Linked DNA regions of Zea mays: region 1 is linked to region 2. A link is a contact called in public Hi-C data. All regions are on one chromosome and are shown on one strand. The core of a region is the stretch at or near the end of the contact, and the rest is flanking DNA. Distances in the headings are between cores, read along the strand shown. Region 1 holds the start of LOC100192493. Region 2 holds the start of LOC100502520 (potassium high-affinity transporter).

Region 1 (2,700 bases), core at 122-2,621, 520 kb after region 2:
TCCCGGCCTTGGACCACACCTTCTTGCAGAGCTTCTCGGCGTCGAACTTCCCACGCACCACCACCACCTTCTTCTCCTTCTTGTCATCGAACTCCACTTTCTCGATGCAGAACTCCTCTGCATCAATTTTTGAAAAAGAAAAAGATAATTACTGTTGCAAGAATATATTAGAATTCAGCCTCTTATAAGCTAGCAGTTGCAGTCTTACCCATCCCAATACCCATATTTAAACTCCTACGAGTAGTCTACAGTACAAAACATCCAGTCTAACTATGAACTGCTGAACATAGTCTAACTATGATTATTTAATTAATCACAGGAAGCCTAGATGATGTTGGTTAAAATGTTTTCCGATTCAGGCCGATGACGGGGTGTTTGTTTCGGCTTAAAATTGGATTCTGGCCATCGGGGAATCGGCTTCTGGCAACTAAACTCCCAAACTCTATGAGAATCGTTTTGGTAAAAATCGTCCGAATCAATATGAACACATAGTCCGTTGAGTCGTTGTGGTAGGAGCAATTTGTCATTTCTAGACCCTAAACGACTCCTTCGTGCCGCATTCATCTTCTTCCGCATGTGATTAAAAATAAGCTGAACCAGACAAGCTCGTCGACGTGGTTTCAGAAGAATCTTGCAAACCTGGTCAGTATTGTTCATACTTTCCTCTGCAAAAATTGGGAACCCCGAATGTTTTGTCTTTCTTTAATTTTTCCCTTTTTGCGAAGACACGTTGCGCTACAGCTTCGACAATATCAGTTTCTTCGAACATGGACTGTTCGTGCTTGGGGTGGGGGGTAAAATACGCTTTTGGTTTTTTCGAATGAATTGCTGGATTATATGTACAATCGCATCATGGAAGTATTCCCATCTTTATGTACATGCTGATAAATATGTACCTTTGAGACAGTCCAGGACCTTGGTGATCTTGGCTCTGCAGCGACAGCAGTCTAGGTCCACCGTAATCACCAGTATACCCATCTGCAAAACGAACATGTGAAAAACGTACTACTTGCGTTGCGTGTACTGACGAACAGAAACTACAGCAGCATCAGCAGAGCTTCTGCCGCCGTCGTTCCAACGGAAAGACTATGTTTTTTTATTCAGTCACCCTTACTTTGCTCTGAGTCGTCTGTCAACCAGCTGAAGCGAAGTGTTTCTTTTCCTGGGTAACGAGCAAGAGTGATAGATTATTACACCTTCTATACATATGTATATATATCAAACTATAGTGGAGAAACTAGAACTGGATGTTTTGGTCAACATGTGCGTCGAATGCAGCAGCTAGAAGCAGTGAAAGGAAAAGCTGAAAGGATCTATGCTCACCTTTTGACGAGCGAGTTCCAGCTACGGGAGTCGCTGGTGGGCAAGAGAGGAGGAGTGCATGTGCAGCAAAGGGGAGGGTGGGCGCGCAGGTTATATAACGAAACGAAAGGAAACGAAGCGGAGCTAAGCCTCGTGTGACCCGTGTTGTTCGCAGTGGCGTAGCTAGAATTTTTCCGTGAGGTATGCCATTAGATTTTTTATAAATAATTTAATATAATATATAATAATTTGGTATATAGTTCAAAATATAATACGGTAGATTTAACATTTAAGTCTATAAATGTATATATTAGAATGCAAATATAATATATATCAGTATTTTTTATATGAATTTTGGTGGGCTGGTGGTCCGGTGGGCCGGCTTAGGATATGCCGTGGCCCACCCGGACCACCCACTGTCTACGCCTCTGGTTGTTCGGGAGACGACTTGTTGATAAGTGGTGCTCGTACAAAAAACATGAGGGTGAGCTGAGAGATATCCTGCCTGTTTGGTTGATGTGCGGAAGGTTGCAGCTGCACCCGCGGAGTCTCAAAGTGCATATTGTTTGGTTTACTTCTCTCAGCGTACTGGTTGAACGGATGCAAAAATAGATGGCGAGCCAGGCCCGCGGGAGATGCTCCCAGCGTGCGTACGCCGGCGTGCAGTCCGGTGGCATGCTGTTGCATGTAGTTGCACGCAAAACGAGAACACATTTATATTTGTTCTTGCATCATATCATTTAAATAAAAAAGTTAATCATCGAATCGATTTTATATTCGTGTTCCTGGATTTTTTTTAACAAAACTAGACCACACATGCTATATAATATTTAAAGATTTATTTATTCACTTTTCTCTAATACACGTTTTGGTGTAGATAACCAAACACAGGTTATATTTGTCCTGAATGTAATAATACAACCAAACAAACAAAAGTATATGTACATACCAAGCCTGTGTACAAGGAGCCTGACTTCTCGGATACGAGCCAGCCTACCAGTGTACAACAACCAATCAGACGGATAGTGTACTTGCCTCGGCTGGCTGCTTGGTCCTCCACGGCACGTTCGTCTAGCTACTGTCACCCTCTCCCGTCTTCTGTTTTTAACGAAAGGTTCGAGTTTCGAGTATGGAATGGTCTCTCTCCATAGTATGTGCCTGTGGTCGGGGTAAAATACAATCACGCTCCAACTCGAGCGCTTCCAGTTCCACCAATAATGGAACGCTTTTGTAATGACTAGGTCACCATGGGTCATACTGTCACGTCTGCTACTACGACTACGGCCGCCGGAGATACCAGAGGAGAAGCTGTTACAGCTGAGGAGGAATAGAAGGAAGCTGGTTCCGGATGGTGAATAGTGTTGAGAACTACGTTACCACGGATCACCAGATCCGCTC
Region 2 (2,700 bases), core at 192-2,691:
CCGGAGAGTCCCCACGCGCCCTAATCAATCAAGCCGCGCCAGCTGATTCCCAAGGCTGTTTGGTGGCGTGACTGCTGATCCCTGTGACAGCGAAGCAACGACTTTGTTTTACATTCACATTTCACAACAACATCCTTCTTTGGGTGTAGTTAAATCAGCAGCACAACTGTGCGAAACAAGTTCTTTGGGTAGTACTATCGATCTGACTGACAGTCGGGATTTTGTCACGTTGCCAGTGAATAATCCGCGTGGTGATGGTGTCATTAATACTTGGCGAAATGCTACGGCATGTATCAATTCTACAACCACAATTGCCTGGATCCAGAAAAGAAACCACCCGCAAATTATTAACTGGCAGCGCGTGGAGTGAGAGAAACAGCAGCGCTATGTGGTCTGGTCAACGCACTAGTGGGCTCCAGACGTCAGTCACAGGGAGGCGACTCCAAACAAAACACAGTGAAGGCGACGGCGTGATGGAGCGGCCGAGAGCTGGAATCAGCCGCCGCCCACCACCCCCCATTTCATCCTCCAAAAAAAACTGTGACGTCATACAAAATTTCCCCTGACCTGTTATTATTATTATTAATTAGTAATTAAAGTACTATCTCAGCTAATCAGCTGTGCACACCAACCCATCTGACAAGAAATTTGAGCTGCACGATCCGGAAGCTGAGTTGTTAATGTATATTTCCCACGGATCGCCTCGGGTCGTGTACACTGTACACCGACCCTCGCTCGGTGCCAAAAGGCAAATACGATATAGTACATAATAAACTAACTAAACAAGATTAGTTTAAGGGGTAATCAGGCCGTAAACGGACGCCATTGGAGGTACCCTTGACCTCGATGCTACGACCTTCAACGCTCTTGCTGACACGTGGGCATCATGAGCGCTCAGGGCGAGCATCAACCTCCTCTTCTTCTTTTTTACCCGCTGCTGCTACTAGCGACTGACAGAGATTTTTGGCGGAGAGGGTGTAAACGAAGGCCAGGGAGCCATTCAATTTCCACACGCAATCTCTTGGTGCACGATCTTTTATTTTTTTCTTCTCTTGTTTCTGGATAGATGATCTGAACTGCATATCGAGATGGAGACTGTGGGAAAGGCTAGGAAGAGGTCCCTTGCGTACGACTGCAACTTCCAAACAGGCTTGTGCGTGCCCGGGGGGGGGGGGGGGGGGGGGGGGATTACTGTACTGACGCAGGGAACAACAAAATGACAGCAAGACGAACAAACAAAGAAGGGTTTCTTTCCTTACCTATGTAGCCAGGGAATGCTTTGCTAGCTGACGAAGAGGACGACGCCGCCGAGGTGGTGCAGGGTTCAGCAGCAGCAGCAGGCGACCGTCCGCCCTGGCTGGCCGGCGACCTTGTTGGTCGTCCGCCGAGGCGAGGCTGTGACGAAAGGAGGCAGAGCAGAGCAGGGGGACGCTAGTTAGCTGTGACACGAAGCCCTCCTGCCGCCGAGGGAGGAGTCGGCCTTAAATAGAGGAGCACGCACGCAAAGAGACGACGAGCGGAAGATAGAGAGAGAGAGAGAGTGGCGAGCGCAGCGCAGGGGCGTCCCGTGGAAAGAGAGAGACAGAGAAGGGGGGGGGGGGGGGGGGGAACAACCGTAGAAAACGTGAATAATGCAGCGGCGCGGTGTATGTGTATTATTGGACGCGGTGGCGGTATGCAGAAAAAAAGGAGCGAGTTGCAGGCAGGCCTGCTGCAGCCATCAGGGGAGCGGCTTCCTACTAGTCTTCCGCCGCACCCGTCGTAGACTTTACCAGCTGTTTAGATTTCGTCGTCTAATGTTCTAATTCTAAACTACAAAATAAATCTAAAATTAATTTTAAACTTTAGCTCACCTTAATATCAGCGCAGCCGCTGCGGTGCTTTGTACTGGATGTGCTCTGATCGAGTTTTGAGGGCCGGGCCAGTAAAATCTAAGGCCCTGTACAAAATTCCGGAATATCAATCTATAAACTAGAACTACACTAATATAGGCTATGATAATATGATAAAAATATTATATTAAGAATTGTGTCTAGCTGTCTATTCAATTTTATATTGTATAATTTTACTTGGATAGTATTATTCCTTAAAATGAAATCTTGAACGACATTTACGTTTAAATGGAGATGTAGTCGTGATCAAAGACAAAGATACCACACAAACAACTGATTTAACTCATGAGAAGAAGATTTGCTTAAAGATTAGTTGATTTATTTTCCTTACTGAGCTAATTACTGAACTGTGTACTGATTAAACTATTGGTGACTATTATTTTAGGGGCCTTGAAGGATTGGGGCCCTGTTCGTGAGCACGGGCCGCACATGCCTCCGCGCGGGCCTATTCCGTGTCATAAAGAACTCAGAAGGGGAGTAGCATAGCATCTGGTTCACCATGGGACAAAACACATATCACATATGGCCCTTGTTGCCCTCCGGCGGCAGACAACTAATTGCCTGATTTGCCATTTTCTATATTTGCATTGTCCCAGCTAGTCCCAGTCCACCCAAAAGGATACCGTACACTTCATCTGTATCAGGTTGTGGTGATAAATAGATAACGACAAAATCCAGCACTAGGATATTCAAGGGTTCCTTTCCATGGGAATTTCTTTTTTTTTAATATCCTTGGGGATCTTTTTTTTTTGAAGTCATGTTTTAAAAATGACCCCACCTATGTTTTATGTTTGTTTCTAGTCCTTTT

The links. Hi-C and Micro-C count contacts between places; a contact is called where the count stands out from the background.
Region 1: a contact with region 2 is called in a Hi-C map of leaf, with 5 times the contacts expected there. The contact joins the promoter of LOC100192493 here to the promoter of LOC100502520 in region 2. A contact is called at or near these places in 2 of 25 Hi-C or Micro-C datasets (leaf and tassel).

What each region holds. Positions count from the first base shown.
Region 1 is chr2:64,455,705-64,458,404 of Zm-B73-REFERENCE-NAM-5.0, forward strand. It overlaps LOC100192493, which reads right to left and starts at 1,372. Exons shown (of 4, transcript NM_001348737.1): 1 at 1,324-1,372; 2 at 1,115-1,162; 3 at 897-978; 4 at 1-117. The coding sequence starts at 978.
Region 2 is chr2:63,930,880-63,933,579 of Zm-B73-REFERENCE-NAM-5.0, forward strand. LOC100502520 (potassium high-affinity transporter) reads right to left here and starts at 1,442. Exons shown (of 9, transcript NM_001357849.1): 1 at 1,260-1,442; 2 at 1-81.